Regions from separate parts of the Hordeum vulgare genome. Here region 2 is linked to region 1. A link is a contact called in public Hi-C data. All regions are on one chromosome and are shown on one strand. The core of a region is the stretch at or near the end of the contact, and the rest is flanking DNA. Distances in the headings are between cores, read along the strand shown. Region 1 holds the start of LOC123444241 (probable cytokinin riboside 5'-monophosphate phosphoribohydrolase LOGL1). Region 2 holds the start of LOC123444243 (mitochondrial carrier protein CoAc1-like).

Region 1 (3,101 bases), core at 261-2,760:
CCAAAGAATTACATACATACAGATGTATATATACATATTTTTGAGTGTAGATTCATTCATTTTGCTCCATATATAGTCCTTTTATGGAATCCCTAAAAAGACTTGTATTCAGGAAGCGGAGGGAGTATGTATATAGTTGCAGGAACATCATTTTCAGATTTCCCCTAGCTATCACCATCCTACAAAGTTCAGAGATATTTGGACAGTAGCACTTGCACATCACCTCAATATAACATATGTATAATGGTGCAATTCAAACCCTACTGCTTGCTTACTTTTCTCACTCAACTTGTGACGACCGACCTCATGGCACAGGCAAATCGAACACTATTATTACATCCACCGAGCGGGCGACTTTATAACTCCAAGTTGTACCGCCCAAAAGTCCACCGAGCTGACGGTCCATTTTTGTGTGTATGGAAACGGGTCTGAAACGGACGGCCTGCAGTTTCAGCGCTACATATTCTAGTCCAATTCCTCAATGATCACCCCACCCATTTGTAACCCCACAAGCAAAGGTGAATCGGTCCGGACCCAACAGAAAACGGGAATCAAATGGTGAGTGGGTAACCAGTCGAGATAGATAGCACTAGTATAGGCGATCGTGGAAAGCCGCGACACCGACATGCGGGGCCAGGCGAAAGGATATGGTAGGATTGAGATGGCCCGTCCGTCAGGAACGGCTTCGGAATTCCGTAGCAAGTTTCGCTTTAGGCAGAGAGCTGAGTCGTGCTGCCACTTCACTGCGTGGCAGAAACTTCTTGCTTTCGCTCTAACGATAACGAACGGACCAATCAGGCAATCGGCAATGACGTAGGAGTAGCTAGCAATCGGCGTTTCTACGCACGAGGAGGAAGAAAGAGAGGGATTTGGTGCGCACCTCGAGGGGCATGAGTGCTCTTGGAATCACCCTGCAAAAACAATCAAACAGAGAGAGAGAGAGAGATGGTGCCGCATTAGGAAGGCTGCGGAGCACGGCTTTGTACTATATTTGGGAATAAGCAGGGGCGGCGAGGTACCCGAGGACGCGGCAGCCGCCGTCGAGAACCGTCTGCGCGATCAGGCCCATCAGCCCGATGCTGCCGCCGCCGTAGACCAGATCGACCCCCCTCGTCACCTGCAAGGCCGCGAAATCGCCACCGTGAGCGTCGAATTTCGGCGCGCGCGGGCGCGGCCTCGGCATTCGGACGCATTGGTACACACTCACCAGGCCCTGGCCGAGCTCGAGCGCGGCGTCGCCGAACACGGCGCGGTTGCCGGAGTTGCTGCCGCAGAAGACGCAGATCCTGCCGAACCTCCTCGGCGGCGAGGGCGCGGTGGTGTCGCCCATGGCTTTGGCTTGTCTCCTCGCGGGCTCGGGCGCGGGAGGATGGGGTTAAGGGGTCGTCGTGGAGGAGGAGTGGGAGGTGTTTGGGTTCGGTTCGTTCTTCTAGCCCCCGTGCCGTGTGTTATCTCTCTCTCGGATCGTATCTTGGGGAGAAGCTTCAAATGAAGGCGGCGTTAAGGAGTTCTGACGCGGCTGTCCTTTTATTATGTCGTGATTTATCTGGTGGGTCATGCGGCCCATATTGCACCAGGAGAGCCCAAGTCTCAGGCAGCTTTCTTTCCGCGGTTTGGCCCTCACAGTTTGCGTCGTATAGCAATGGCGCCCTTGTAACAAATGGCGGTGGAGTTTTATGAAAATTTGTATGAATCGGAAGGGGTCATTGGGATGGAAGAGGTGTTATCTCATATACCTTGTAAGGTTACGAGTTCAATGAATGACATGTTATCAAAGGAGATAACAGGGGAGGATGTGAAGAGTGCTCTGTTTCAAATGTTCCCTAATAAGGCACCGGGACCGGATGGTTTCCCGATCCATTTTTTTTCCAGAAGTACTAGTATTTATGCGGTGAAGAGGTGACCAAGGTTGTGAGTCGAGTTTTGAAGGGAGAAGACTCCCGTGAGGAGATCAATAGGATGTTCATTGTCATTATTCCTAAGATACAAAACCCCACTTTACTGTCTCAGTTTCGGCCTATTAGCTTGTGCAATGTGATTTTTAAAATCGCATCCAAAGTACTTGCTAACCGCGTGAAGCAGATTTTTCCGGATATTATCTCAGAGGAGCAATCGGCCTTTGTGCCCGGTCGTCTAATCACTGATAATGTTATCACTTCATACGAGTGTCTACATTTTGTGAAAAGTAACAGGAGCAAGAAGAATGGGCATTGTGATGTCAAGCTTGATATGATGAAAGCATATGATCGTGTTGAATGGGTATATTTGGAGGCCATCATGAAAAAGCTGGGCTTCTGCGAGCTGTTTGTGCGCCAGGTGATGAGAGGTGTTACTTCAGTATCGTTCTCCCTTCTATTCAATGGAATGCAAAGCAGTGAATTCAAACCCTCTAGAGGTATTCGGCAAGGGGATCCCATCTCCCCCTATCTTTTCCTACTGGCGGTTGAGGGTCTTTCATGCATGCTAAAGCAAGCAAGTTCTGAGGGGCTGTTTGAAGGTATCCAAATCGCTCCTACCGCCCAAAAGGTCAACCATCTTTTGTTTGCGAATGACTGTTTGCTTTTTAGCAAAAATACTACAGAGAATGCTTTGAAACTGAAAGAGATTCTAAGCTCGTACTGCCAAGCTTCTAGGGAGCGTATGAACCATGATAAATCGTCCATTTACTTTGGAAAGGGATGTTTGATGGCGCAGAGGCAGATAATCAAAGGAATTCTTGAAGTCCAAAAAAGAGACCATATGTGAGCGATACTTGGGGCTGCCATCTAATGTGGGACGAGCGAAGAATGGTGTGTTCTCTTATCTTAAGGACAGAGTATGGGAGAATATTCAGGGTTGGATGGAAATGTGCCTAGCTGGGAGTGACAAAGAGGTGCTTATTAAGTAAGTGGTGCAGGCTATACCCACATACTCCATGGCTCTCTTTAAGTTACCTAGGGGATTATGTCAGCATATTACCTCTTTGATACAAAAATTCTGGTGGGGTAGCAAGGCATGAGAAAGGAAAGTAGCATGGGTTTCATGGGAATCAATGTGCATGCCGAAATACAAAGGGGCCTTGGTTTTCGAGATATGGAGATTTTTAACTTGTCACTTCTTGC
Region 2 (3,101 bases), core at 418-2,917, 390 kb after region 1:
CTAGCAAACATGGTGATGTGGCAAGTAATTAAAAAAAAGAGAGATGATTAGAGTAACATAGGTAGATACCGTAACATGTTAAATGCTATACTACTATGTATCATGCATGTCAACAAATGAGATCACCTATGATACTAGTTTATGATACTATGCACTATGAAGGTAGTATCATACAATAGTAACATGCATGATACTACTATATGTTACTCTCCACTATGAGCAGCCTTAGGAACGGAGGAAGTAGTACATTACTAGTGGTAACATGGTGTTTTTGCATGTCATTTAATGACCTCTAGTTCCTATTGAGACTAGAGACTTTTTAGTTGGGACTAAGAGGGTGCTTGGATCAAAGGGACTAAAACTAGTCTGACTAAAACTAGTCTCTTTGAGAGGCTAAAGTTTCAAGCACCCCTGACTAAAGAGAGACTAAAACTAGTCTAGAGACTAAAATCTTTTAGTCACAGCAACCCCTACTAAAATCTTTTAGTCCTCTCTCTCCTCATTTAATCTCTCCTCGTTTTACTCTTTCATTTAACACAACAGCGGTGCGGCTATAGCCTTCTCGAGCGGTCAAACCAACGGTGCGGCTACATCAGCGTCTTTTTCTTTCCCTTACCTGGAGCGCTCCTCTCCCATTCCTGCTCCTGGTGGCTGAGGAAGGAAGCAGCTGAATAGCCGTCCATGGCCTCCAGCGGCCGCCTTCACCTCCGTTGTTAGCCGCCGGCTCGGCCCACCGCCGCGCCTCCCCCTCCGTTGTTCTGTTGGTGGCCGAGGAACGATTCAGGTGAGAGAGGAGTCCAAGATGCATCCGCCATCGACAACGCGCACCCGATTTCTTCCATTTTTTTGCTTGTATATCCATTAATCGGATGAGAGTATTGTCTCAGATCCATGCGCCATGGACGGCGCCCCGTTTGATTTCTTGTCTCAAACGGAATCATCTGGTGCTGCGGCGGATGCCACGGACGGCGAATGTTACTTATTTTCTTGTGTATGGACAATAGTAATTTCCTTATGTATGGAAATTTTTACTTGTATGGAAAAAGAGCACTGCGAATCACCACACCAGGCGCCTCTGCATAGTGCATACCCGGCGGGTCCTTGCAGGTTTACAGCGTGTTTGTAGTAGGGCCAGCAGATTACCTGCTCCACTGTTGCTCACATTCAGTTTTTTCGTCAGTTCAGTGGCATCTACACGCGCGCCCAAGCATTTGTATTTTCTTGTGTATGAGCAACATTAGTGGCGGGAGCAAGATTCGGTCAACTGACGTGGGGGAGGAGTTGACAGTTATAGCGGTAGGATTAGGGGAGAAGGAGCATAATAAATGCTCATTAAATTGATTTTAATCTTTTTAATATTTTGGATCCAAACATGGATGAGCCTAGCAAGTTTTACTTCCTCTACTTTTAATCATGGGATTAAAACGTATTCAAGCACCCTCTGATCATTGAACTTCTGAAACAAACGGGCCTAACTACTCCTTCGACCGCACTCTGAAGTAGTTTCGGAACAAGGCTCACCAGAGATTTCTGCACGGGTAGGGGGTGCGACCCGCGAAACAAAGCAGCAGCACTCCTGCTTTCCTGGCAACCGGCGTTGATATTTAAGGTTTGGTCGCCAAGATTCTCCCGCATATTACTCATCGTCTCGTGTATTCGGCCACCGCCACTACGCCCTGCACTTCTCCCCCTCGGCCTCCAACCTCAATATTTATTTTATTTTTTGTACTATACAGTACATCTCGGAAAAAAGGAGCAAGACCAAACCGCAATCGACCCCCGTGGCCGTGGCAGGTCGTCGCCTCGGTCAAATCCGGCGGCGGCGGCGGAGTCGTGGGCCGGAAGGCCGACCTGACCTGACCGGACCGGACCGCGGCGCGCCTGACCTGCCCAGTGGGATCCTTCGGGCCGGCGCCCCAGGAGGATATTCTTCGCGCTGGGGGGTGCTTGATTTGGATGAAAGGAGCGCGCCGTCGGCATGGGTACCCCCTCGCAGGGCTCGGCTGCCGTGGCGGCGGCCCGGGTCGACCTCTGCGCGCTCGACCTCATGCCCGTCTTCGCCAAGGAGATGATTGCCGGCGGAGTCGCCGGTGCCTTCTCCAAGACCGCCATCGCGCCGCTCGAGCGCCTCAAGATATTGCTACAGGTTCGTTCTGCGCCTCCGCCCACATGGATTGCTAGAGATTTCCTTCATGGACTTTTCCTGTGTATTACGCGGCTTTAGGCATGATGATACGTCAACGTCGATATTGTTGGTCCAAAGGCGATCTTGAAGCCCGTGAATGTGATAATACGCTACTTAATACTTATCGAGAAGGGCACGCCTCTCCTAAGCCTGTGAATGTGATTGCGCGTCCCTTAAAACGAGTTCTGTGTCGATGGAACTGATGCGCAAGTGTGCTCTGTGCATCACTTCTGTTGACATAGAACATGAGTTTGTTCCGTGTCAGTGAAACTGATGTACAAGGCACACCTGGCAGTTGCAGACTGGCTGGTGTGTGGCTGTGCTAGAGGAGCCTCTACATTCTGTACCATAAGCATGCCTGGGTCTATTAACGCTGTTCCATTAAACATGAGATATGGGCATGAGAGATCTTCTCAGCACTCCGAGATCTTCTCCATGCTACTTGTGGTGCCATAAGAAGGCTATTGTTGATGTGACAGGTAGCAAGTTCCACTTCCATAGGATTGATAGTGTCTGCTTCCATTCGTCTTGTGTATGCAAGATGCCGCAGTAACTACCAGCTGCTTCATTAGTTTTGCCTTCCTAATTTGCGCGTGGTACTATTTTGGGAGGTTTAGATGTTCTCATTCAACTTATAAGTTTCTAAATCATTATGGTTGCTAACATATTCTTACCTTCTGATTCTGCTTGTAGACTAGAACAAATGAGTTCAGGTCTCTTGGAGTTCTGAAATCCTTGAATAAACTGAGAAAACATGACGGTGTCTTGGGATTTTACAAGTATGTTGCAATTCAACTCATTACTTCTGCACTATTATTATTGAAGAAGATGCAGATAATATCTTTTGCTAACCATGTTTTGGTACTACTTCAGGGGAAATGGTGCCAGTGTGTTAAGAATTGTTCCTTATGCTGCA

The links. Hi-C and Micro-C count contacts between places; a contact is called where the count stands out from the background.
Region 2: a contact with region 1 is called in a Hi-C map of seedling, with 5 times the contacts expected there. The contact joins the promoter of LOC123444243 here to the promoter of LOC123444241 in region 1. A contact is called at or near these places in 4 of 6 Hi-C or Micro-C datasets (leaf and seedling) and 1 of 1 datasets of contacts at active chromatin or transcription factors (embryo).

The regions. Positions count from the first base shown.
Region 1 is chr3H:457,478,616-457,481,716 of MorexV3_pseudomolecules_assembly, forward strand. It overlaps LOC123444241 (probable cytokinin riboside 5'-monophosphate phosphoribohydrolase LOGL1), which reads right to left and starts at 1,511. Exons shown (of 7, transcript XM_045120904.1): 1 at 1,208-1,511; 2 at 1,020-1,117; 3 at 881-911. The coding sequence starts at 1,330.
Region 2 is chr3H:457,869,773-457,872,873 of MorexV3_pseudomolecules_assembly, forward strand. LOC123444243 (mitochondrial carrier protein CoAc1-like) reads left to right here and starts at 1,668. Exons shown (of 7, transcript XM_045120907.1): 1 at 1,668-2,146; 2 at 2,879-2,964; 3 at 3,059-3,101. The coding sequence starts at 1,979.